Linked DNA regions of Mus musculus: region 1 is linked to region 2. Evidence: chromatin contacts called from public HiChIP or PLAC-seq data. All regions are on one chromosome and are shown on one strand. The core of a region is the stretch at or near the end of the contact, and the rest is flanking DNA. Distances in the headings are between cores, read along the strand shown. Region 1 overlaps Pvt1 (Pvt1 oncogene). Region 2 overlaps Gm38563 (a long non-coding RNA gene).

The links. HiChIP or PLAC-seq counts read pairs in DNA pulled down with a chosen protein or histone mark.
Region 1: a CTCF HiChIP or PLAC-seq map of the NIH/3T3 cell line shows a contact between it and region 2, with 5 read pairs. The contact joins two enhancer-like sites. A contact is called at or near these places in 1 of 15 datasets of contacts at CTCF or cohesin (the NIH/3T3 cell line) and 1 of 9 other capture datasets (embryonic stem cells).

Annotation. Positions count from the first base shown.
Region 1 is chr15:62,043,269-62,050,534 of GRCm38.p6, forward strand. All of the region lies in intron 1 of Pvt1 (Pvt1 oncogene), which reads left to right. Among named protein-coding and RNA genes, the nearest start is that of Pvt1, 8.9 kb to the left of the region's middle. Within about 2 kb of position 5,738, at least 62 of the 459 cell types and tissues checked have an H3K27ac peak or open chromatin away from gene starts, as enhancers often do. A contact at or near this core is called in the NIH/3T3 cell line, where this site is marked.
Region 2 is chr15:61,164,037-61,171,210 of GRCm38.p6, forward strand. Gm38563 (a long non-coding RNA gene) reads left to right here. Exons shown (of 3, transcript XR_875374.2): 3 at 1,398-2,927. Among named protein-coding and RNA genes, the nearest start is that of Gm38563, 10 kb to the left of the region's middle. Within about 2 kb of position 5,170, at least 20 of the 459 cell types and tissues checked have an H3K27ac peak or open chromatin away from gene starts, as enhancers often do. A contact at or near this core is called in the NIH/3T3 cell line, where this site is marked.

The DNA of each region.
Region 1 (7,266 bases), core at 4,488-6,987, 880 kb after region 2:
AGGTTACAGGTAAGAACTGCTCCCCTGACCTGCCGCCTCCCCCCATCCCCTTCCAAGGAAAGGGGAATCTGCTGTTTCTAAGGTTACTGTCTATCAGTTGTGAAACAGTTGACAGGGCAGAAAGCGAGGCCTTGCCTCCAAGGAAAGTACACTTGAAAAAGGAGGCAGCCAGAGAGCTGCAAGATACAACTGGGGCCATATAAAGGCCTGTATAGATCCCAGGTACTTTTGAGCAAATATGTCACCTCAGTTTCTGTGTCTGTAAAATTGGGTAACTGAGCTGCTGTGAGGATGGGAGGATCATCAGAGAGAGACATTAACGGGTAGAGGGCCTGGGCTCAGCAACAGAACCATTCTGGGTCCAAACACAGGTCATGAGACCGTAGTGGCTTCACCAGCTGTTCATCAGCATCAGAAAGTAGCCCTGGCTGGAATAAGATGTGAGGAGAAAGTCAGTCAGCTGCAGAGCAGTGCCCCGGAAGTCGTGCCTCCTCAGAGGTCAGACTGCCTTGTACACCGCCCTGGGAAGCTCACTGGGCCAGCCTATCTTCAGCTACGTCTTGTGGGAGGACAGTGGTTCTGCCCGCTGAGGGATGGTGCCCAGGTCTCAGTGCAGCAGCCCTTGAGTGAAAGCCTTTGCCATTGTTTATTATTCTGTAGGCCTGTTGCCTGGTGAATCAGCCTTGCCATTCGCTCTCTGCTCTTTCGAGCACGGATCCAGATCGAATGAGTCATTCATTTACTGAGCACATGCTGGGTGCCAAGCACTAGGCTAGCAAGAGCAAGAGGACAAAAATATCTACCATCCTATGGCTTCCATTTTCATCAAGGTACCCAAGAGAACAGGGTGGAAGGAGGGCATGCTCGCATGTGTGCGTGCGTGTGTGTGTGTGTGTGTGTGTGTGTGTGTGTGTGTGTGTGTGTGTATGTGCATAGGAGCACGTGTGATGATGTCAATGCCACGTGGGCCTAGTGTCCGGCTCAGCTTGTGTCTGGGCAGGCCTGGCATACAGTGGGCACCACGTAAGTAGTTCTTGCCGTGTTTATCATTGCTATCCTGCTTCTTCGGTGGCTGTCTTTCCTTTACAGCATTTTATTTTCCTTTGTAACGTGTGCCTGTTTTGTTTTATTTTTGGTAGACTGCATATGTGTGTCTGTCTTTTGCCAGTAAATGGTTAAACCCTGTGAACACTTGTTCCTTCTGCCCTTTACTCTCATGCTCATGGGATATATTTACTGCAGGCCAAGTCTATTCCAATAGGTTTCCAAAGTAGTGGGACTTATAATATAGCAAGATGAGACACGTGAGGAATTCTGCACATAGTAATGACATGTATGGTATCAGTGAGGGTTGAAAGTGCTTGGAGCCTAGCAGAGAGACATTAGCATCTGGAGGGCTGGAGTGGAGTTGGCTGCAGAGGGAGGCTCTCTGGGTAAAGCAATTCCGGGGTAATGCAGTGGTCCTATGGGCTCAGGAACTTGTGTGCTAGTGTAGGGCTGTGTATTTTTGGCCCTGGGGAGAGGTCAGACAGGCACCAAGGTCAGAGTGGGGATCTGCAAGAAGAATGGGAAGGGTCCAAGGAGAGTCAGTCAGGTGACAGCAATAGAAACAGAAACCAGAGTCACATGCTACATACAGGGCCTTTCAGAAAGTGCAAAAGCTCTTATTTGTGTACGTGGAAGTGTATTTGAGCGCATGTGTGTGCGTGGTACATGTGGAAGCCAGAGGACATTCCTGAGGTGCAAGCCACCTTTGGATCTCTCATTGACCTGGAGTTCACTGGCTAGGCTGCAAGCAGGCCTTTTATTTCTGCTGATGCAGAGGGTTGAATTTAAGGTATGATTGCAAGGCCCGCACGTTACTGACTGACCCATTCCCTAGTCCTCTCCCACCTTTCCTGAGACCAGGTCTCATTATGTATGTATATAGCTCAGGCTGGGACTTGGACTATGTAGCCACACCTTCCCAAGGGTTGGGATTATTCATTTGTAACCTTCTGGTTGAGAGCTGTTTATCTTTTACCCACTGGTTCACTGGGAGGTTTTAGGTGGTGGGTGATACGATTCTATTCAATTTAGGTTTTGAGATCAGAAAAAAGAAAATGGGACTGGAGGAAGGGGCAGCTGGAAGTGGAGTGTGAGGAGCCACTAAGCACACACCATAAGCACTTCTTTAGGCTGTGAGCTCTTGATGGGGCTACAGGAGTAAGCTGCAGGCTTTTCCTTGGAGATTCCAGCATGGAAAACTCCACCATCCAGTCCAGTAGCCTTCTGTGCCCAGAGTGTTTTTAAAATGAACTTGGAATGTGCTTTCTGTTAAATACATAGATTTTTTTTTTTTGAAAGCACACCCAAAAGGGGATGTAAAATCTGAGTGATCCAGTTTGGTCCAGTTGATCATATCTTGAAAGGGTAATATTTTAGATTGCCTTGGGTTAGGCGGAATAATATGCTTTTAAAGTTAATTTCATCTGTTTCTTAGCTTTACTTATTGTGGCTACTGGGAAATCTTCCTAACTTCTTTTTTCAAGACAGGGTTTCTCTATAGCCCTGGCTGTCCTGAAACTCACTTTGTAGACCAGGCTGGCCTTGAAATCAGAAATCCGCCTGCCTCTGCCTCCCGAGTGCTGGGATTAAAGGCATGCACCACCACGCCTGGCATTACTGGGAAATCTAAAACTGTACTTGGTAATGTTTCCATGAGACAGTCTGAGGTCTGGGAGGCATTTAGTGAACAGTGTGAGTGGCAGGCAGGGGATTCTGCAAAGAGAAGAAGCCATACCCCTTTTTCAAGATGCTTCCAGGAGGATTGATTTAGCTCAGTTTTAGGTTGTTTTTTTGGGCATGCCTAAAACCTGGCCTTGATCTCTATCTAACACGGAGGGAAGCAGGGAAGAGTTCAAGGTCTTGCCCATTTACAAATTGAATTTGTAGCTAGTCTGGGATACAGAAGACTCTATCCAAAAATAACACAAAACAAAACAACATTAAAAAATCAAAACGACATTAAAAAAAATCCTTCTACGGCAGAGAAAAAGGAGGGTGAACATAACTGCTGGCCCGTTTGAGGGGAGAGAATAGGCAGGTGGGTGGGACCGTAGCCATGGATCTGCTGCAGCAGAGAAGTCTGGCCCCAGGACAGGGAGAGATGCAGCTGGATTCTTCCTGGTAGGACTGACCATTGAGCAGCCTGGTCCCTGGGTCATGGGGTGTTGAATGGAGACAGGAAGTGAGATGTCTGTGGGGAAGTAAGAGAGTAGAGTGCTATCTAGATCAACAATGGTCAGACTGATTGGTATGTGCCATTAGCTTGGGACAATTTTTGCTTTGTTTTTTCTTTTTCTTTTTTTTTTTTTTTTTTTTTTTTTTCTTTCCATTTTTTATTAGGTATTTAGCTCATTTACATTTCCAATGCTATACCAAAAGTCCCCCCCATACCCACCCACCCCCACTCCCCTACCCGCCCACTCCCCCTTTTTGGCCCTGGCGTTCCCCTGTTCTGGGGCATATAAAGTTTGTGTGTCCAATGGGCCTCTCGTTTTTTCTTTTTCTTTTTCTTTTTCTTTTTCTTTTTCTTTTTCTTTTTGTTTGTTTTTTTTGAGACAGGGTTTCTCTGTGTAGCCTTGGCTGTCCTGGAACTCACTTTGTAGACCAAGCTGGCCTTGAACTCAGAAATCCACCTGCCTCTGCCTCCCAAGTGCTGGGATTAAAGGGTTGCACCCTCACTACCTGGCTAAAATAGGACCTTTTAAGCGTCTCAGCAAGTATTTAGACAGATGCTGGGGAGCACGGGGAAGGTGGGCTTCGGGAGCAAGCATCTGGTGGGAATTCTGGGACAGAGGTATGACTAGGGAAATGAAAAGTCTCGTCCTCAATGAAGGATGAGCTTATTCGTCAGAATGGGAAGGAGGACTGGGGGACAGACAGATCAGTGTTAGAATGCTCTCCCAGCATTCTCAAGACCCTGAGTTCAAGCCTCTGTAAACACCACCCCCATCAGGGAGGGGAAGGAGGGAGAAAGGAAAAGCTGATGTGGGAGGGGGAATGGTTTCTGAAGTTAGGGACTTGGCAGTATGTGTATGTCGTGCATAAGGCCCTGTATGGATTTGATGGCCAGCACTTCCCTCCAGTAATCTACTCCCACCAAAAACAGTTATAAAATTGAAAAAATTTCTTCAGTCAAGTATGATTAATATTATCTTGGGTTTTGTCTTTCTGTCGTTGCTTTTTTTCTTAGATAGTTATAATAATTACCGTGTATATGCTGAGCTGCTGGCTTCTTGCTTTGTTGCTGCCCGGTCGTAGGTCATACACATTCCTGAATAAGCCTATGTATTGCTCACCTGACTTTATTGGTTGAGTAGTATCTGTGGTCTGTTTCATTGTTTACTCTTTCCTTCGATATGATTTATTTTATTTAGTTACTGAGCTTTATAAACACTTAGATAGATTGATTTTTTTTTTTTTTTTTTTTTTTTTTTTTGTTCCTGACAAATCATACGGCCAGGGTTTCTGTATTCTAGCATCTAAAGATTTTTAGAATTTTAGGTGAATTTACTGTTTTTTGGAGACATGCAATGTTGCTCTTTCCATGATCTTCTAACTTGTCTTAAATGTTTAGTGAGTTACTTGCTACAAACATGTTTATCTCTATCATATGTACCCTCTTATCTGTCTCTCTCTCTCCCTGTCTCTCTCTTTCTCTCTTCTGTGTGTGTGGGGGGGGGGGGCGGGGAGGTTGGGGGGGGTTGAGAGAGGGTTTCTCTGTGTAGCCCTGGCTGTCCTGGAACTCACTCTGTAGACAGGGCTGGCCTCAAATTCAGAAATTCACCTGCCTCTGCCTTCCAAGTGCTGGGATTAAAGGCCTGCACCATCATTGCCTGGCCCTTTGTCTTTTTCAAATAACATTTTCTAATGTACCCCAGGCTAGCCTCAAGCTCCTTATGAACTCTAGGCTAGCCAAACATTTATGATCTCCCCAATTGTACACCTCCCAGGCCTGCACCGCTGCATGCCTAGCTCCTGGATTTTTCTTCCCCCCTCACTTCATCAGCTGATGTTTAGAGATACCTGCTGTGTGCAGAATGCTTGGGTAGGTTTTGCTTATTCAGGAGTGCTCAAAGGCACAGTGGTATTGATACTTAAGGGACTTATTGCAAGGACTTATTGCAAGCGAGGAAGCATATGCATGTAGGCCACATTATTGTATAATGTAAAGAACATGTGATGGAAGTGGGGAGGGCTGATGGCCAGGGAAGACATTGATACTGAGGGGCTGTGTGAGTAACTGAGGTAGAGGTCAGACGCTGAGGTTCAAAGTTAACTAGAGAGACGGAACACAGAAGACGAGCTCGATAAAAAAAAGAGATATTAAAGAGAAATAGCACACCTAGGATTGCAGGTGGTAAAGGCTTGGGAGGTGGCCAATCCTCACAACCTGGCTTTTGTCCCTGGCTCCAAGACATGTAAAGTGGAAGGTGAGAACTGATGATTTTAATTTGTCTTCTGACCTCTACATGAATGCCATGGTCCAAGCCCTCCTGCTAATGATACCTAAGTGAAAGTAAAATATAACTAAGACTTGGAAGATACTTAGAGTGTCTGTAATATATTACTTACACACACACACACACACACACACACACACACACAGCATTTCCCAAAGCCAATAACAAAAGATAAACAGACTCCACAGCAGAGTGAGTAATAGATTTAAAAAACATTCTCAAAAGCAGTGAGCAAGAAGGATGACTAATATGAATAGATTTTGAATTTCACCCATAAAATCAGGTTTCTCTAAAGAGAGGCTTTTAAGAGGAGAATTCATTCTTTGTGTTTGTGTTTTTGGTTGTTGTTTGTTTGTTTTTAATACTCCGATGTGTTTCGGTAAATGTAGATAGCTCGGTAGCACTGCCAAGTCCTATGTCACAATCAAGACCTAGGATGCATCCATCATCCTTAAAACTCTCCCCTTTCTTTGTTGTGAATCTCCTTTGCTCCAGCTCTGACAAGTACATAGACCTGCCCGAGTTACCCTTTTCAGAATGTTATGCTAATGGAACTGCCAAGGCTGTGGTCTCCTCATTTTGGCTCCTGTCACCTGGTGCCATACCTGTGAGGATCTTCTGTTCGTCCCCTCCCTGAGTGGTTTGTCAGTTCCTGCACTGGAGGAGGGGAACATTGTGCTTCACGGATGTCCCACATTGTGTGAGGCCCCTCCCCCAGCTGATGGATGTTTGGGCTACTCGTAAGAAGTATGTCTTTCACAGCTTAACATTTGCCGGAAATAGGAAGTCTGACTCAAGCGTTGGTGGGCTTGTGTGACACAGGATTCTGCGGCCCACCAGCTAGTGAATGTGTGAGGTCACATCACAGACCAGCTTGCCTGTGTGTCATGAAATTGGAAACACATGTGCAGCCCCACGCAGAGGTAAATTTGAGGATTCCCAGTTTGGACTGCAGTACTAACTTCAGGATTCGTGGAGAAGGATGCGATGCGAAAGTGGGCTGGGCTGGAGCAAGGTTACAGGGCAGCCTGGATAATGGGTGAGAGGGCGGGGCTGGTATTGAGTGGCAAAGCCTCCTTTCCGCTCTCTTTTCATGTGTTCTTTTCCTTCCCTTCTTTCTCCCCCCTCCTTTCCTTGTTTCCTTGCTTTCTTTTGGGAAAGATTTTTACATTTTTCTTTTAATTTTCTGAGATTATAATTATATCATTTTGCCCGTTCCTTTCCTTCCTTGAAACCCTCTTCTATATCACTCCTTGCTCTCTTCCAAATTAAAGGTCTCTTAATTGTTGTTACATACACATGGATGTGAATGTCTATATGCATGTGGATGTACGCATACGTGTGTGTGTGTGTGTGTGTGTGTGTGTGTGTGTGTTCCTAAATATAGAAAAACAATTTGCCTTGCCTGTGCATGTTACTTGTATGTGTGTGATTTCAAGGCTGACCATTTGGTATTGGATAAGCAGTTGTCGTGTTCTTCCCTAGAGAAGACCATTTCTCCTGTCTCAGCTTTTCTTAGTAGTCTTTTACATAGGGTTGGGGCCTTGTGGGCTTTATTCTACCAGTGTTGTTAGCATGTTGTTTTTGTCCTTGTTCATGTTCAGCTCATGTTTAGACAGTCATGTTGGAGAGCGGGTGTAGCTTCTGACGTTTCTAGAAGACATGTTCTTACAGAAAACTCACTGCTTCTTTGACTCTACAATCTTCCTATTATCCTTTCTTCCACAGTGAGCCCCTAAGCCTTAGGGAGCTATACTGT
Region 2 (7,174 bases), core at 3,920-6,419:
AGTGGGTAAGTGAAGGAGATATTTACAAGGAAGGAGAAAAAAGGGACATTTTCGTAAAACAAAATAAAACAAGCAAACAAATAATCTCAACAATTTCATTTTATTGCTACTACAGTAAGTACCTATTTGAATCTGAGCAGCAGAAATATCTTGAGGAGATAGGGTCTAATCAGAAGAAACAAGTCACCAGGGTTTATATACTCTTGGTCCTGCTCCTTGCCTCCCTATTTCTTTCTGTCTCTGTCTCTCTCAAGTTGAGTACCGAATAGATGAATCTGTAGTCTTCAAACACCAAATAAATGTCACAGTGTACCAGACATGGCTCCTAGCAATGCAGCTGTGTTTAGTGCCTGATTGGAATCAGATGGAGAGAGATAGAGATAGACACAGAGAGAGAGTCAAAGAGATGGGGAAGGCAAGGATCAGAACCAAAAGTGTACCCGTTCTGGTGACTTATCACCCTGGTGATATGTTTCTTCTGGTTAGACCCCATCTCCTCAAGAAACAGCTAACTTGCTTGTGATGATAACTTACACAGCATCTTCTAAGTGAAGAATTAAACTAACAAGTTAAGAGGTCTGGAGAAGCCCATCAACATGTTTAGTTGAAGAAAGGGGGAGGGACCTTCCCAGAAGAGTGAGAAATCATAATGAGGGAAGAATGGAAGAGACAGACTCAGTCGTTTATGAGGAGGGCTGGTCAGTCCTGCCAAGTTCGGCTGAAGGGACAAGAAGCAGGAAGTCATGGAGCCTTCGTGTCACATACTAAGGGGTCAGGACACAGATCCAGCCACCTGCTCCTCCTGAAATCTGTTTTAAAAAACAGCAAGATGCACAAAAGGACAGCAGACAGTGTAGTTGGGAAATCACAGAATCTCCTTGTAGCTTGTTTATAATAACTTGGACATGCTACATTTTCTCAAGATAAAGGAGCAATGTCTTGTCCATTACCCTGCCTGATTGGAAGCTGAGAGGATATGGACACTTATTCCAGAGAAAAGCAAGCCTCAGGAGGCTCTGGCTCACTAATGACTGTTTCTCCATGATTTCTCCTGTCCCCTTTGACCACTGCCGTGGCTACTGTCGCATCACTTCAATTCCCAGGACAGTACCATTTGCCAGCAGATTCTGCTGTCGAAGCAAAAGCTTCCTGGCTGGTTATATAAAACACAATGTGGGAAAGAGTTAATTGGCAAACAGAGTGACTATATTTGCAACCCAAGAAGGCCTGCTGTGACTTGCTATCTGCAGAGCTAAGCAGCTTGCTGTACAAGTGATATTCGAAGCTTACTGCTGTTAATGCCAACGGGGCCACTTAACACCTCCCTGTAAATGGTCTCAAGATTAATATCTTGCCATTTAGGTTATGTTCTTTTTTTTTTTTCTTTCCCTCCTTAGGATGAGAAATTTTCTTCATCTTTTGCCTAAGAGAAGGTCAGACATGGCAAATCCCTGGGGTGAGAGGCCCACTGGAAAGTTACTGTATAACTACACTCCGTGCAGTATGAATCACAGAACTGGAAAATTACTCAGCAATGAGGAAAAGACATGGCCCGTGGAATCCAAGACCTGCATTCATATCTGTAGACATGAGTTTAACTTAAATTAGTAGTTCTCAGCCTTTCTAATGTAGCAACCCATTAATACAGTTCCTCGGGTGGTGGTGACCCCCAACCATAAAGTTATTTTGTTGCTATTTTAAAACTGTAATTTTCCTATTGCTACGAATTGTAATGTAATGTAAATGTATGTGATGGTCTTAGGTCACCCCCGTGTAAGGATCCTTTGCCTGCAAAGGTGTCATGACACAGAGGTTGCGAACTGCTGACATAACGTGTCAGCATTAACTTTCTTTTATTTAGTGAGAGAGGGAACACAGTAACTCGTTATCACTTTTGTTGGTGGACAGCTCATTCTAACCAGGCCTCCTCCCTTTCCCACTTACTGAAGAGTCACAGCTTCAGCTGTGCATTCTTCATGATTGTTCCACCCCTTCCTTCAATAATGTTCTTTCCTTAGGACTTTCTGACATCCTGCATGCCTAAGGGTTCCTTCTGTTTTCTTCTTCCTCGAATTTCCGTAATAGCTACTTCTCAACTGATCGAAGAAGCAGGAGGTAGGCTGTCTTCTTGATTTTTCTTACACACTCCCTCTAGTTAGTAGCCATTATCATCTCATTAGGCACCATGCATGTGCTGACAACTCTCAAATGCATTTCTGGAGCCTACACGTGTCCTTGAGATATGGTTTGTTTCACTCACCTGCCCAGCTGGCATTTGCACTGGGGTGCTCTTTAATCAACATGTATCTTATATCAACATACTTCTGAGTCATGAACACCTCCTTAAGAATCTAGTTTCCCATGTTTACCACTCCTAAATCAAGTGTACCACAACGATCCTCATGACTTCAGCTAGAAGTCCCAGGTTCATAATCTTTTCCTCTCTTTCTTGCTCTCTATATATATGTTCTCATATGGACTCTAATTCACAAAAACCTATTCAGTTCATTGATTTCTGAATGTTTTTATGCTCATTTCCTGGGTACTGCATTTTTCATTGCCATTCTAGAGCCACTTGCCATCCTTCTCCATCCAGTGCTATTGCTTGGCAGGCTTGGCATCATCAGTTCCCTAGTTGCTGTGCTTCGGCTGTGAAAACAGAGAGAAGGAAAGCCTGGGGTTAAGGGATGTGTTCCATGCTTTCCTTGATTTGAGGCTTACTATACACTGAAGGAATCATCAATAGTAAGCCTACTTTATCCATACAGGAAGCCATTCTCTTGCTCCAGGTCTCCAAGATTCTAAACAGTATTCTTGTGGCTTCTGTGTACCCTGACTTGAATGAAGTCTGTATTGAATGTCCCCAAACTATTTTTACTTGAAAATTCTCTTAGGCTTTCTATTGCTGTGAAGAAACTCCTTGACCAGGGCAACTCTTTTTCTTCTTTCTTTTATTAATCACTTGATTTGTTTACATTTCAAATGATATCCCCCTTCCCAGTACCCTGCCAACCCACTCCATCCCATTCTCCCTCCCCTTTGCCCTTATGAGGGTGCTCGAACACCCACTCTCCCACACACGCCTCACCACTCTAGTGTCCAACTATGCTGGGGAATCAATAGGCAGAACCCCCAGTTGATGTATCGAGCTCACCCATCTCAAAAAATTTACCCCAGAATTGTTTCTGTCTAAAGGAAAGGCAGGGACAAAGAGTAGAGCAGAGACTGAAGGAAGGAAAGGCTACCCAGAGACCACCCAACCTAAGGATCCATCTCATCTGCAGACACCAAACCCCAACACTATTGCTGATGCCAAGAAGCTCTTGCTGACAGGAGCCTGGTATGATTGTACCCTGCACCTGATCATGGCAACTCTTATAAGGAACCATTTTATTAAAGATAGCTCCCAGTTAAGAGATTTAGCTCATTATCAGTATGTCAGGAAGCATGGTGACTGTACTGGCTAGTTTTGTGTCAACTTGACACAGCTGGAGTATCACAGAGAAAGGAGCTTCAGTTGAGGAAATGCCTCCATGAGATTCAACACTAAGGCATTTTCTCAATTAGTGATCAAGGGGGAAAGGCCCCTTGTGGGTGGGACCATCTCTGGGCTGGTAGTCTTGGTTCTATAAGAGAGCAGGCTGGGCAAGCCAGTAAAGAACATCTGTCCATGGCCTCTGCATCAGCTCCTGCTTCCTGACCTGCTTGAGTTCCAGTCCTGACTTCCTTGGTGATGAACAGCAGTATGGAAGTGTAAGCCGAATAAACCCTTTCCTCCCCAACTTGCTTCTTGGTCATGATGTTTGTGCAGGAATAGAAACCCTAACTAAGACAGTGACAGTCAGGAAGACATGGTGATGACAGTTCTATATCCAGATAAGCTGGCAACAGGAAGAGAGGGTGACCCTGGGCCTGGCTTGAGCATCTGAAACCTCAAAGCCCATTTAGAGTGACAATACTTCCTCCAACAAGGTCACACCTACTTCAAAAAGTACCACTCCCGGAGGGCCTATGAGGATAATTTTATTAAAACATCACAAGAATGTATATTTTTTTTTACTGGTTTCAGTTCAAGCCTCCTTATATCTTTATTTGAATCAACATGGACACACAAACACACAGTCATGCCCATACACGTGCACATATATACACACAGATAACGAAAGAAGACATCTCTCTATATCTCAATCTATATCTATCTAATTAATTATCATCTGTATATTTATGTGTCTTTCTATCTATCCATCTCTATCATCTATCTATCTATCTATCTATCTATCTATCTATCTATCTATCTATAATCTATATGTTTGTGTGTCTATTGATGGGGCGTGGGTGGTATAAAGAGAAAAACTGTTCTCCTAGCTATTCTAAATCTATTGAACCAACTTAATATAGTCTTTCTGCAACAGTGATTATTATAATGTATGCACTGTATCACTACGAGGCTAACAGGAATCCATAAACATCCAGTTTTTTTTTTTTTCACAACCTCTTATCATGGAATCAAATCCTCTTCTGAACTTTCCCCTACTAATTCCTCCAAGCACATCTTCCTGGCTTCTACAGCTTTTTCTTGCATCCCAGTCAGGCAGATACTACTAAATTCTCTAAAGCGCACCTGCATAATTATTTTTTTTCCTGGATTGGAGATGAACTTTGCTGTCATGAATCAAAACTTCTGAGAATGTGACACAGAATCTTAAGTGGACCAAGGTAATGGCTCAATGAGTTCTGAGACTGCTCAAGCTGAGAACCCTAATTAGGATCTCCAACACCCCACCAAAATCTAGATGAGGTTGCATACTCTTCCCACCCCCACCCCCAGTGCTTTGGAGGAAAAGGGGGTAGAGCATAGGGGATCGATGCCCAGAGATTACAGCAAGCCCTAGTTCTGAATAACATGGCATCCTTTCTTGTTTCTCCCAGAGACAAGGGGCCAACTACTTCCTCTGTTGAACAGGCATGTCTATCTCATTGTGAAACCACCTACAGAACCATGGAAATGGAATTTAACTCAAAAGACCTCTCCCAAGAGGGAAGTATGAAGTGAATGGGGCTTCCCCTTCCCTTACTTTTATAATTACTTCTTCTAGATAAAGCTATAGCAAAGTATGATTACAGGCATTTTTCAATGGCTCTTGTTCCTGGGCTATGAGCTTTTGATTAACTAGAATCTATCAGGACTGAGTGATATGGAAGAGCTGGCACTGGTCTTGGCTCAAAGGTCACCTATCTAGATTTGTGACTCACAAAATCCCTAAGAGTCATTAACCATTGCTTTCCCACAGCCTAAAGGGTGGGAACATTTACTTCAATAAAGTTTGGAGATCTAATGGATATGGACATTTTGTAATAGAACACTTGAAGTCAAAAAAGTACTCCAAAACATTGGTTTCCTTTTCCACACTTGACAACGAGTAGAATGTGCCTTGCCATTAGCCACTCCAAGCCGTGTCAATGGATACCATTGGACAAAACAGTGATTATGCCTGCAAGGGACCACCAATTATTGGTGAGCTGCCTAGCTATCCTGGGAACCACGGGCCAACTAGTCCATGACCTTTAGTCTTAAGTGACCTCCAAATTACCAGTTAAAATGAGCACTTCTGTATGTCTTTGAACTATGAGGATTTATATAAAGTTGGCTGAAGAACACCAAGAGTAGGTTATGAGTCACTTTAGAGCCCAAGTTTTTTGGCTTTCACAAGAGCCTTTCCAGTCCAATTACATGATAGAATTTATTTTTAAGATTCACTTGTGTAAGGGCTTGGAGTCCTTTTCCAATACCATATTTTATTCCTTGTACTATCCTTTCCAGGTGCTAGGATTCCATTCCATTTAGGAATTACTCCAGACTGTGATTTTTGTTCATATTTAATAGTCATCTCTTTCTTTCTCTTGGTATAAAAATGATGGTTAGTGTTAAGTAAGTATTTACATGATCTACATTAACTCTTTCAGTAATCTTGTGACCATATACTAGTATCTCCACTTTGTAACAGAGCATGGAAGCTTATAGATGCCAAATAGGCAGGGTCATTAATGTCAGGGGTTGCTCATCCAGGTTTATATGACTCATTCTGAAATATATGCTCTTAAATATATGATACAATATCCTGATTACTTATACAATGAATACCTTACCTGTTTTCTGTGCATCCAGGAGTAAACAGTCTTTTGTTTTCTGTATGCTGAGTTCAGTCCTTAAAAACGGAGCAGACTTATGGTCTTTCAAAACTGCACAAAGATGCAACAGCCAATGATTTGACATCTACCATTGAAATCAAAGTATCTTGAACTCAGGAATTCTATAGCAATGTTTTCTCCAACACAAGTATTTCATATAAATCTCTCCAAATGGCACTATTGCTATCTCTGTCCCTTTACTGGAAGATTTGGAATTCTTTCTTCACGTTTCTATGTCTTTCAAGGTTATATGAGATTATATCTTCTATATTCAGAAAACTTTGATGATTCTACATCCCAAACCTTTAGCCCAACTTCCACCAACTGACTGAGTAATGCTGGATAAGAGGTTATAAGGGTTTTTTTGTTTGTTTGTTTTATTTTTAGAAATACAATTGAAGTTGGATTCAATAGACTCATGTATTTGTCATAACCACTGATGAGTTGAAGTCTCCAGAGGAAATATTTAAGGACTTACTATGCAAACTCTTTCATTGACATAAGCTGTTTTCAATATTCTCCTACCATAGCCTGCAGATGACCAATCAGGCATCTCCCACAAATACTACACAAGGAAAACCATCAGTCTATAGATCAGAATTGGACGCCAACTCTATTTGTAAATAAGAGCTCACATAGTACCAAGAGCTCCTTTACCTCTCACTGGGAAGTGGATATCCTCATCTATCAAAATGGTCATTGATGAGGAGAAAACATGAGATAATAATGCTGAGAACGAGAAAGATAAGAACATATATTTTATTCCAAGAGCATCAAGTGTTGGCTATCAGAGAGACACGGTACTTGTTATTAGAGGGCTTACCATTTACAGGAGTACACAGAGTTTCAACAATTATACATCAATATGTAGATGATCTTTCTAATACCAACAGAATGTCATTTAGCATCTGATCCTTCTGGGCACTCTGCAAACGGTTTTAAATACATTAACCAGCTCAGTTCTACAGTGAACCTCTGAGATGCA